Regions from separate parts of the Mus musculus genome. Here region 2 is linked to region 1. A link is a contact called in public HiChIP or PLAC-seq data. All regions are on one chromosome and are shown on one strand. Each heading gives the region's core, a stretch centred on a gene start, on an enhancer-like site or on the middle of the called end of the contact. The rest is flanking DNA. Distances are from core to core; before and after follow the strand shown. Region 1 overlaps 4933406I18Rik (RIKEN cDNA 4933406I18 gene). Region 2 holds the start of 4933406I18Rik (RIKEN cDNA 4933406I18 gene).

Region 1 (6,338 bases), core at 1,899-4,398:
CAACTTGGTGAACTGATACGTTTATTGAGTTTACTTAGAGGATCATGGGTAACGCAAAGATAGTTATATCACCAACAATCTCAGCATAGATGACAGCTGATGAAATCTGCCTTCCTGGGGCTCCCTGCCCAACTTACAGCAGCTCCACCAGAGACTTTCTCCCAAGCAAGTCTTTCACTGCTGTTATCATTTGGGGAAGGGGCCTATAAATCTTGTACTTTCCTGCACCTCCTGAATCTTAGGAGCTTCCTCTCAGGACAAAAATGTTTCAATTCAGAGGAAATTGCTATAGAATTGGGGTACGGAATGGGGTCATCTTCCTTGCCATTGCCAAACATTTGAAATTGGATCTGTTGGTGGCTGAAGAGATGGGTCAATGGTAAAGAGCACTGGTGGCTCTTCTAGAAGACCTGGGTTTCATTCCCAGCACCCACATGGTGGCTCACAATTGTCTGTAACTCCAATTCCAGATCAATATCCTCTTCTGACCTCCTCAAGCACAGCATACACATGGTACATAGACATAAATTCAGCCAGAACACACACATGTACACATAAAAATAAATAAATAGAAATTAACATTTGACCCATTGAAAGAAAAGCATGAGAAAACTACAAATTAGCACTACAAAAAAAGTGAGAAGTAAAACCAGAAATAGAGATTTTATTTATGTTTAATCTATGACAACTAGACAACTATAGCCATACAAGTTACATTGAATCTTAGCTAACGTGTTATAACTAGGATCTAATGTTATGCTATTTTTTTAAATTCCAAATAAGTTAAGTGTTAAATTATAGTCAGTTTATGTGATGCCTCTCATTTCAAACACTGGAAAGAAAACCGTATATCAAATAGAAAAAAAATCAGATATTCTCATTCCCATCAAATATTAAATATTGAGCAAATATTCTGTGAATATTGGATTTAAAATGTATGTGTTTATTTAACTTGGGTACTGTTATTGTTTGTGTTTTATAGCTGTGAAGAGACACCATAACCACAGCAACTCTTATAAAGAAAAACATTTATTTGGGCTGGCTTACAGTTTCAGAGATTCAGTCCATTATTGTCATGGCAAGAAGCATGGTGGCATGCAGGCAGACATGATGCTGGAGAAGGAGCTGAGAGTTCTACATCTTGATCCTCATGCAATGGAAAGAAACTACCACATTAGGCTTAATTTGAGCATATGAGACCTCAAAACCTGCCTCCTCAGTGACACACTTCCTCCAACAAGACCACACCTATTCCAACAAGGCCACACCTCCTAATAGGGCCACTCACTATTAGCCAAGCATTCGAACACATTACTCTATGGGAGCCAGACATGTCTCTTGGGATATGCAAGTTCTACCAACTTCCCAATCAAATGGACAGGAAAAAAAATATGGCAATATTTCTAAAACTGTATCCCCTAATACTCTAGGAATATGACTTAAAAGTTAAACCTGAATGGCCATACAGGTTTGAACAGGGTTAAATATTTTCTTTTTCTTGTCATTTGTACAGTAAAGATCTCTAAGGAGTCCTACCATTAAATAATTTATAATGAATTAATAGGATCAAATGATCTGTTTCTTTTTTTTTTTTTTTTTTTTTTTTTTTTTTTTTTTTTTTTTGGTTTTTTCAAGAAAGGGTTTCTCTGTATAGCCCTGGCTGTCCTGGAACTCACTTTGTAGACCAGGCTGGCCTCGAACTCAGAAATCCGCCTGCCTCTGCCTCCCGAGTGCTAGGATTAAAGGCATACGCCACCACGCCCGGCAAAGGATCTGTTTCAAATCTAGATTCTATCATTTTGCAACTGTACAGGCTCCATAAACCTGTTTCTTATTTAGGAAAAGGTGAAGCTAATAATATTTACTACTTACTTGGAGTTACCACAAGATGTGTATGTATCCATGAGAGTGCTTTGTACATTCATTCATTTAACATATTTACTAGGTATCTACCAAGATCCCAAGCATCCTGGACATGCAATATGATGGTAGAGAGAGGAGACAAATGATAAGCAGAGAAGAAGCAAGTTGAACCATTTCAGATTATGATGACTACTGTGGGAGAATGTAGCATAATGTTAGAGATCATGACTGGGATGGTCTAAATGGGAACCATAGAAGGGCATTTCTAAGAAAGAAATTTTACCCTGACCAGAGTAAACACAGGCTGGGATCAGCCATTCATTCACTCATTTACCAAACAAATGGTTATTAAGCACTTTCTATGTTCTAGACAGTGGAAATAATGTATGAAGATAGACTTTAGACGGCATTTAAACTGAGATCCCTCCAGCTTTTGAGCCTGGGCTCTTTTCACTATTCATGGTACAACCAAAATCTAGCCAGAAAAACAAAAACAAAAACAAAAAACAAAAAACAGGTCTATCAGGAATTACTTTTTTCTCTATAGATGAAGGGAAACATTAAGAATCCAAATCTAGGACTGGAGAGATGGCTCAGCGGTTAAGAGCACTGACTGCTCTTCCAGAGGTTCTGAGTTCAATTCCCAGCAACCACATGGTGGCTCACAACCATCTGTAATGGGATCTGATGCCCTCTTCTGGTGCCTGAAGAGACCAATGCTGTACTCATATACCAAGGAGTACACATGGCTCCAGCTGTATATGTAGCAGAGGATTGCCTTGTCAGGCATCAATGGGAGGAAAGGTCCTTGGTTCTATGAAGGCTCTATAGATGCCCCAGTGTAGGGAAATAGAAGTTAGGGATGCAAGAGTGGGTGGGTGGGTGGGTAGGTGGGTAAAGGAACACACTCATATAAGCAGGGGGAGAGGGTAGGATAGGGGAGTCCCAGGAAGGGGGGACCAAGAAAGGGGATAACATTTGAAATGTAAATAAAGAAAATATCAAATAAATAAATAAATAGCTGGAGCAAGTGGGGCTGGAGCAAGCAGGGGGCCGGAGTGAGGGGGGTGGGGCGGGGGCATAAGTGGAAAAAAATCCAAATCTGAAACAATGAAGTAATCTACAGATTAATGAAATCAGGAAGTCATTCCTCTTGTTGCATGGTTGACACTGGGAGAAGAAGGTGTCCCCGTTGAATAGACAAAGCAAAACTACAGAGGAACTACTCAAGAGACCATACTCTACAGGAAGCAGAAAAGGAGAGAGAGTAAGAAGTACCCACTTCCTCTCTTCCTGCTGTTGCTGCCAGGCTCCTCAAGGTACTTCTCACTGCTTTGATAGGTCAAGGACCAAAAAAGAGGAGAATGTGGAATTAACGGAGAGCAGGAACCAATCAGAGTCAATCAATAGTAAGTAGTCACACGAGTATGCTCCCACTGGTATTGAAATAAGAACTAGCAAATGACACAGATGACTGACAAAGATACTTAGTAAATTCAAAAGGAGAGGTTGGGAGCAACAACAGGAGCTAGAGAGCAGAAAGCAATGCTAAGGCCCACAGAAAATAGACCTATAAATGAATAAAAATAGGTAATTTATTGTGGCTTCAATCTGAGTCTCCCACGGTGTTTGGGATGCTTGTTCTCCAGCTTGTGGCACTATTTGGGAAAGCTGTAGTACCTTTAGGAAGGAGAGCACAGTTGGCAGAAGTAGGGCAGTAGGAGTGGGTCTTTGAAGGTTATTACCCAGCCTCTGTCCCTTCTTCCCTGCCTCTCTCCTTCCTGATCCACCATGTGAATAGCCTCAGCCACACTCCTGCTGCCATGAGCTAAACTTTCTTGCATTCTCTATGCTGGACTGAAACCTTTTAAAACTGTAAGCCAAGATCTCTCACCCTTAAGTTGTTTCAGTAGGATATTTTAATCACAGCAATAAAAAAAAAAAATAACTGACAGTGTGCATGACAGAAACCATTCTAAGTATTTTCATGTGGACAAAGAACATCTTAAGTCTCTTTACTCTGTAGATAAATGGAATGTCTATAATATATGTGCATGGTATGGAGAGTAATGAAAAACAACCATATATGTACTAGTAGGGCACAGGAATTGACAGGTGATTATTTTTGTTTACAGAATAAAATTATCTATTAAAAAAATACGTGTGAGATCTGGTGTATGTTAATCCCACCAGGTGAGAATAGGACCACTATCACAATTTTTGAGCCAATTTTGAAGCAAGTTTTATTAAATACTGGCCAGATGCATGGATAGTGGCCAGGTCCATATCCAGGATTTACAGAGTATGGCCTCAAAGTACATTAGTCAGAAGCTTCTAAAGGCAGTGCCCACAAGGCGATGTACGTCCCATCGTTATCCAATCAGGGGCAAGCATACATCCTGACATACTTCCTGCCATTGTATTTCCCATCTATGCATGATCAAGCACATCCTGAGAAGTTGGTGTAACCAAGCTTGTTTACAGAAGTAAAAACATGTAACTTGTTATCTTACATGAACAACAGCCCTCTGCATTACAGGAAGTTATCTGCCCTTGGGTGAGTAGGGCTTACATGGTATAGGAGGCATTTTTGTTCTATAGACCTCTTCAGCAGAGTAATTTAAACTTAAAAACATAACTCCATCCTTCACATTCCCCCTTGAGTTATATCCTGATTCAAATCCTTGACTCTGTGATGGGTACCTGTTCATAATGGTATCTAATAATCATTAGTTTAATGGCACCCAAATGGGAATTTTTGTATTTAGTTAATGCATTAATGATGCAAATCAACAGTAATTAGCAGAAACACTGTAAGAACAAAGGCCTTATCATGGCTAACGGAGTTACTATCTAGGAGAAACCTGAAAATGAGAATAGGGTTCCCTCCACTTCTTTGCAATTCTGTTCGTTTTTGTTTGTTTGGTTTTAGTTGGTGTTTGTTTGTTTGTTTGTTTTTAGTATAGCCAGATTATTTCTAATGATTCCCAAATGGTTTGTATAGAAATAGCAATTTTTTTCTTAAAGCCATACATACATACATACATACATACATACATACATACATGCATGCATACATACATACATGCATGCATACATACATAGCACAGGTCAAGTGCACTATCATATTGTAGCACTACTTCAGATAATAAATCTATGTGTTGATCTTGGTCTAGTTAGTTTTAACAGGTCCTTTTCCTGGCATGCCAGTAGACACTGTAGGTAACCCTTTTGTCCCCTGTTCCAGGGAGGAGAGGGGGTGGTGGTGGAAGTAGTGGTGGTTGATGATGATAATGACCAGCATTGCAGCCTGGGAACTTATAAACATCACCTGTCAAAAAAAAAGTTGATGGCCAATGAGCTGAATAGGAGGTGGGACACTAGCAGGAAGAAAGATAATTCTGGGGAATAGTAAGAGATAAAAGAAAGACTCTACAAGAGCCCAGAGAGACAAGATGAGACAGAACAAGACAGAAGATGGACTTAAACCAGCAGGTAAGTCAACTCATGGAGACACTAAGAAAGAAAGGGGCTGGGACTGAAGGAGAGGTTACTAACTAATCAAGTGATAGACAAGAATAGATTAAATGGTTAAAAGTTGGGAGCTAGTCAGGAAATGAGCCAAAGCTTATAGCCAAGACATTTAATAATAATTAATCTTGAAGTCATCTTTCCATGAGCTGAGGATGGAAAGGAAATCAGAATAATAAAATATTTTTTACAAATGCCGCCCACCATTGGGCATAGAATTTAAATTTAGTAAAGTCCTGGGTGAGACGCAGTGCAGTTATATTGGCACTGACTGTCAGGCAAGAACTTAGTCAGAAATCCAAACCCAAATGTAGGAAACAAGTGCTTCTAAGTCTCAGAGCTGCTCTTAGTTTAATTCCATTTAATGGCCAGGGCCAGGTGCAGAAGAGGCCAGGAGCTGCTGGTACAGAGATAAATAAAAACAAAACAAAAGACAAAAAACCAGCAGGTTTTTTAAAAAGTCTGCAGAATAGGAAAGCCTGCTTTTAAGAAGCCCTGTCTGAGTAGAAAAAGAACCAGCTTGGCCCTATAGACAAGCTCTTCCCAAATCAGATTCCTAGTCAGGTGGGAGGCTAAAAGCATGGAAGGCTGGAGCTGAGGGAACTCACACTGCCTAAATACTTGCATGAGCAGCCCCCTCATGGACTCAAGACAACTTCTGGGAGACACAAGGAGTCAAAACCAAATAGAAGCAAATCCCAGTGATGTGTTATACAAGGAAGGCAAAAATGCCTCTCCTGGTGAAAGAAGAGATGTGCAGGCATGTGACAGCTCAAGGTCTGTGCTAAACAGAGACGAGAGATTGAGAGAAGACAAGATAAAAATCCAAAGCAGCAAAACTTATGAGCAGGTATGAAATGTTTAAAGTTGTGCTTAAATGTTAAAGGAAGGAGAGTGAATATAGAAAAATTACAAGCAGGTAAAAAGAACTTAAAATTCATAAA
Region 2 (6,338 bases), core at 2,688-5,187, 68 kb before region 1:
TTTCCCCAATTATACTTTGAAAATACATAGGATAGCAGTAATAACCTTCAACATTAAAATAAAACTTTTTAAAATTATTCATTTGTGAATCCATATACCTTTATTTCTATACTATGGGAAGCATAAAATTGCTGAATGAAATTAATTTAGAATCAGTAGGTATTATAGAATTCAACTACAGGTACACAGACACAGAGGTCACTGATATGTCCAAAGTTAAACAGGTAGGCCAAGAGCTGATCCTTTAACCGCTCTGCCTCTGAACCCAGACCATTTTCTCTTATGTCAAGTTTCACCTAAAGTCTTGTCACTTTCTGAAACAAGAAAAATGTTTTTACAATTATCATATACAACACTTCAACAATTAGAAAGCCATTTAATCTTCTATTTCCATAAAAGTACTGATTTCTTAACTTTCTAACATAATACATATCCTTTCTAACATAATACAAATCCTCTATGTTATGTTTATGCATAAACAAAAAATTCTTGTACTATAATCTTTGCTGGGTTAAAAATATCTTTATCTAGAAATGCCCAAATGGTATCATTTCAGAGCACTGACCAGTATAAACAACCATGTGCACACCTCTGAACTATTAGCACATTCTTTAAGATGCTCAAATGTTTCTAACTGAAGAGTAGAATCTGAGTAAGGGTCTTCTACTCTAAGAAAATATGCTGTCTTTACAAACATAAATTGTATTTTCTTCCAATACAAATAATAACTGACATTACCTGGAAATAATACTGCCCTGAAGGCTAGGCAAAAACTGCTTCAACAGCAAGAAAACCACACTAGGAAAAGAAGACTACAATTTTTCAATTTACAATAGAACAGACCTAACTGTTCATAACTAACCAATAGACTGCAACCAAAATATTTTAAACTATACTATTTCCCTGAAAGCCCTCAACAAAATAGCAAAATTATGCTAAAGGACTCTTCCAATGTTAAAAGTGCAATCTAGTCACATAAAAGTCAAATTTATTCCAATCTATGAAAATAGCTGATACCAGCTGATAGCCAATTTTCTATCAACAAGTTTTTACTTGATAAACATTTTCTAAATATTACCCCTTATTGCTTGTAGTAAACTGAGAAAACAAAAGGTATAACTGGTTTGTTTATTTTTCCTAGCATCTAGCCAAAAAATAACAGAGCCTAAGAGTGGCCTATAAAGCAAAGCAAAGTGGTACATTCAGGACTAGGAGACAGGAAGACCCCTCAGGGGAAGACCCCTCAGGTCAAGACCCACCCAAGATAGTCAGACAAGAATATACAGCAAGACACTGTCTCAAAACAGAAAAGGAAACAGCAGGAAAATGTTGCTTGTGCTATATACAGATCCGTGTTTAGTAGGCCATAAAAATCAATGTAGCGACTCACAGATTATTTTGAAGGGAACACAAGAGATGAGAGACCAGTGCCTCAAAAGTGTTAAGGACAAGAAACTTTTGTTTCCTGTCTTCTGGGTCACAGTATGAAAAAATATCTCTAATCAGCAAAATCTTACTCCTAAGGATATACAGTCCTCCATAAAGTTCCTACAGTTACCCTCTAAGTTGCAGAGAACACACCTCTGAGAACTGACAAATCTAATCAGACCCTAACACTAACACTTTTTTAGCCCTAGTTCTTCTGTCTGCCTGAACACATGTCTGTCTAATCCAATGTTAATGTTACCCAACCAAACACAGTTCTTGGAAAGATCTGACACAATAAATGTAAAGGGTTTGCCCTCGGTAAATGCTCAATAGAGCAGCTATACTTAAAGGATCTCTTGGTAGTATAGACCAGGTGGATCTCCCAACGCAATACAAATACAAGTTCATCCCCTCGTGATGATTTCAAATGCCTTTAAAAACAAAATATGAAAGCCTATGGGGGTTGGGGGAGGAAATGTTTTGGCCATCTTTCCACACATTACTAAGTTTAAAGGTTAAATTGCTAAAACTTTCTCCTAATTATGCAAGAAATACAAAGCCCAAATAACAAAGCCCATGAGTTAGTCTGTAGTCTGTAAAAAACAGTTTTAATTGTATTAGTATAGACTGCTGTCTATTAATCTAAACCAAGTCTAAATTCCAAGGCTCATTTCTGTTCTTTGAACTATGAAAACACTCATTTGTCCTCCCACATCACCACTTGCAATGAGCCCGAACTGTCAAAAAAAAATCTGCATACACACTTTTATTCTAAAGGCAGCTTGTCAACTCCGGGCAAGCATCCTCATGTTAATAGCAAACGGATAAACTGTACCCAAATGCTATATGTAGGAGCTTAGTGTGTCCAAAGTGGAAGCAGTGAAATCTACTAAACCTCAAGTCGGTCACCTCATTCTTGAAAACTCTCCTCCTATGTAGAAGCTAAGTCAGAGAGTGAATGATTTCATTCTCACTCACTGGGAAAAAGCCACTCACTGGCTTCTGCGTTTTTTGACGAGCCCCTCATACTGGGGCAGCCTTTCCAGCGCAGACCACAGGTTGCTGCCCCTTGCTTTCCTCTGAGCGAGCCCACGCGCTTTCGCAGCTGCGCTCCTGCGCCGGGGACACGCAAGCGGTCCACCCGCGCTCCGCTTTCTCCTCCACCCCGCGCTCCTCTTCCCAGACCATGCCCGCCCAAGAACCCTACCTGTTCTCGGGAAATACAAGGCAACGACGGTCTCCTGAACATCTTGCCACTGCCATAGTAACCGGCTGCGCTTTCTCCCAGCGACACGCAGCTGGACCTCCTCCGGGGTCTGATCACAGGCACTTTTTCCTCCGCGGTACTCGCCGAGCGCGGCGGAGGGGAGGCTCCCCGGACGTGAAAGAAGTGGTCCAAGCCCAGGGCTAGCAGGCATCCCGCGCCCCCGACCAGGCACGACAGCAGAGGCCTGAGCGCGGGCGGCAGAGCCCCGAGGCCGGAGAAGGACACCCACCACACCAGGCCGGCGAAGAGCAGCACCAGGACGCCGTGCCGCAGCCTCACGCGGGGCGCGAGCGTCAGCAGCCCCACGCAGCTCAGCACCAGGCAGAGCCGGCCCGCCGCCGCCGGCTCCCCACGCAGCCACGACCACCACTGCCACGCCGCGAAGTCGCCCAGGTAGCAGCAGGCGGGCAGCGCCAGCAGCCACCAGGAGCCGGCGCCGCGGCCCGGGCCGCGCTGCGCGCGCGTCAGGAAACAGGTGAGGAAGAAGAAGGCACAGGCGATGCTGAAGAGCGGGCTGAGGCTGAGCGAGCAGGCGCTCAGCAGCGTCCGGAGCCCGGCTGCCGCGGCCGCCCAGCGCTCGGGCCTCGCGCCCAGCAGCGCGGCCAGGACAAAGGCGGCCAGGACGCCGAGCGAGAGGCGTGCCCCGGCGCGGAGCGAGGCCGCCGGCGGCTCCACGTTGCAGAAGCGGCAGAGGTGGAAGAAGAAGCTGCGCGGAGGGTCCTGCCGCAGCGGGCTCACGCAGCTCTTCACGTAGCCGTTGCGCAGGCTCTCGGGGGGCGAGGCGGCCGAGGCTGGCGGCGGCGGCGGGGACCTCATGGCTGGCGCGTCCCGCTCGCGCTCGTCTTTCCTCATGGCCCCGGGCCGCCGGGGGGCCGCTGGCGCTTGCCGACCCCGCGCCGCCCTCCGCGTTCTGGGCGCCCCGAGCTTCGCAGAGCGGTCACGGCTGCGCCCGCCGCCGCCACCGGCCGGGATCCCCGGCGCGCGGGCTGAGGGGCGGCGGCGTCCGCCTCATGCCGGCCACTGAGAGCGGCGAGAAGGGCTTCTTGGTGTCCCGGGACCGCCGCGGACGCCTCTTCCCTTTTCCCTCAAGCGCGGCTCGGGACGGGAGACGGCGGCGTCGCCTCCCAGCTCCCGCGCGCTGCAACAGTTACCTCACGGCCGCAGCCTGGTCCGTTGGGCGCGCGATCGGGCGCTCCTCCCCCGCGGCTGCCCCTGCCGGGCGCGCGCCCCGCCGGCGGCCCCGCGCGCTCCCGTAGCTCGGCCGGTCGCCACTGGGGCGGCCGCGGCCCGCGTCAGGATGCGCATCCGGGACCCCGCGGGGGAGCGCGCGCCCACGGCCCGGCTGGTCGCTCCAGTGAGACAGCCGTCGCGTCAGGCTGCCAGACTTGGACCCCTCGGGGAGCGCGCGCGGGCCACCGAGAGCTCCACTGCTGAAGTCGGAACCCCTACCCCCCGGACTGCCACAGAGCGGCGAGCTCTTTGGCAGATGGGAGGGACTGATCACAGTCCTGAGACGCCCCGAAGCACAGTCCCCTTTGAGGTAAGTCACATACAAGACCCACTCAGGTCACTGCGAGGTCTTGGGGAGACATGGACCCCAAGGGCAGTGCCTAGTGAGGTGAGAGCTCATGGTGTGCCCTCAGACTGTGAATGGAGACATGAAGCTGGAGGCTCAGCCAACACTGAGGCCAGACCAGAATGAAGAAACTCAACACTGTCAGTCACATCTGGCTTCCAGGGCAAGGGAGATTTGGGGCCCAGCAGCAGGCCTTGAATCCCTTCAGGGGCTCAAGGGAGGAGGACCCCTGGAGAGTGCACTCTGATAGCGAGCACGTCTTGCTGAAGAACCCTTTTCAGTGAGGCTAAGAACTAATATCCAGTCCTGTGATTAGCATCCTTGCCAGACATGCACTGTTTCACATAGACCTGCTGTCCCAAAGGTTCTTTCCAAGTGAGAGACTTGTTCTGTGCAACGGTGTGTTTTGTGGGGTGTGTTCTTTGGGGAAAGGAGGGAAGGGAGTCCCACAGTCCTAATACCACTATCAACTTGAATGGGGTTGGCCTTGAAAGAAGCCAATTATGTTTTCTGTGAAAGACCTGTGAAACTGGTACACTAGGAAAGACAAAAGTAGAAGTGATATTAGCAAAGACAGACGTAAAGGTTGGAGAAAAGAACTTTGCTGAATGAAAGGGATTGCCCTGGAATCCAACCAGTCATAACTGCCTTAGAAAGTGTAAACTGTTTCCCTCCACTGAAACTCCCTTCAACCTCATGACAGGCCTGCTTTTCTTAAAAAGCTAATTCCACATTTTTCCAGGGAGATGAGAAACCTTACTGTGTGGTAAATCCCACAAACAGACCTATTTTTCACCAATTAATCTAAGCCCATAGCCATGACCTAAAGCAGACCATTTTCATATATAGTCATAATTCACACACATAATAGAAATCACTGAAGAATTAACACAAGAATTTGACAAATGTGGGAAAAGACCAGAATTTCCTTGGCTTTTTTATGTGTTAGATAAAGAAAAAATATTTAATGGAGTGTTCAAATGGTTACCCAAATGTCCTAAATGATAAAAATTCACTGAATCTTTTTTTCCACTAGACATGAAAAGAGGAAACTCATTTTAGCTAAACTCAACAAGTATCTTTTAAATCCTGTACATAAAATCATCACAGACCACACACCCCCCAAACACACACACAGAATCAATTGAAGACTAAATAGGAAACTTGACCTACATATTTTGAGTTCATATAGAAGGGCATGACAAAACAAGCATCACCATTACTAAAATACCATTTTAGGTCATTGTTTTAAAATAAAAACTTATAAAACAAGTTAAAGTTATTGTATTGTTATTTTTAAATCTGAGCTTGTCATCTGAGATAAAATAGACATGTTAATGAAAAGATTAGTGGGCTAGACTATTAGTGGTTTTAAAAAGCTACAGTGTCTGTATGCCAAAACCATAGAGGTATCTTTAGGATTCATTTTTCAAATTGATACAAGCAACTTTTGAATTATTTGTGCACCCCCACAAAGTAACCAAAATTTCATTGTTCATAAATGAAGAGGACTGTACAAAGGATTATTGCCTGGAAAATAGAATTCAAAGCCACTTTTATAAATCTGCTTTGCTTAGCAGTTCTTTAAACATCTTTTAGCTGTTGTCAAGATTTTTGTAGGTCTAAAAGTCTGACTTTCTCAAAAGCCCATAGACAGAACACATCCCTCTGTACACCAACCCAGGGCCTGAGGATTCTGAAATAAAATGTAAGGATTGTGACAAGACAATCAGAAGTTTACTTAACAAAAAGAATGAGCTAGCTATGTTTATAATAACTCCCTTCTCTATTTATAGTCTCTGTCAAAGATTACTAGGCTGCATTTCTTAGAGGGCAAATTAATTATTCTTCTACCAAACTTAAACAACTAATAGATTTCCTTAGTTCTCATCTTCAAGTTCAAGAACATATGACTGTTATATGTTGTGACAGAGACCTAATATATACACTTAACTTCTCTTAGCACTCTATCCCAGCCTTATTTTACCCAAGTTGGCCTTGATTCTTGTCTCTATCTTCCCTTTTAAGTTTAATCAATGGCATGGAATCCTGGTGCTTACTGCTCAT

Evidence for each region. HiChIP or PLAC-seq counts read pairs in DNA pulled down with a chosen protein or histone mark.
Region 2: an H3K27ac HiChIP or PLAC-seq map of microglia shows a contact between it and region 1, with 4 times the contacts expected there. The contact joins the promoter of 4933406I18Rik here to the enhancer-like site in region 1. A contact is called at or near these places in 2 of 39 promoter capture datasets (liver and pre-B cells), 3 of 484 Hi-C or Micro-C datasets (B cells, macrophages and peritoneal macrophages), 7 of 115 datasets of contacts at active chromatin or transcription factors (the 230-238 cell line, the SCID.adh cell line, embryonic stem cells and 3 more) and 3 of 9 other capture datasets (adipose tissue, liver and pancreatic islet).

What each region holds. Positions count from the first base shown.
Region 1 is chr7:114,343,996-114,350,333 of GRCm38.p6, reverse strand. All of the region lies in intron 1 of 4933406I18Rik (RIKEN cDNA 4933406I18 gene), which reads left to right. Among named protein-coding and RNA genes, the nearest start is that of 4933406I18Rik, 68 kb to the left of the region's middle. Within about 2 kb of position 3,148, at least 13 of the 459 cell types and tissues checked have an H3K27ac peak or open chromatin away from gene starts, as enhancers often do. A contact at or near this core is called in microglia and pro-B cells, where this site is marked.
Region 2 is chr7:114,412,760-114,419,097 of GRCm38.p6, reverse strand. 4933406I18Rik (RIKEN cDNA 4933406I18 gene) reads left to right here and starts at 3,937. Exons shown (of 4, transcript NR_029437.1): 1 at 3,937-4,235. It overlaps Pde3b (phosphodiesterase 3B, cGMP-inhibited), which reads right to left and starts at 3,844. Exons shown (of 16, transcript NM_011055.2): 1 at 2,636-3,844. The coding sequence starts at 3,547.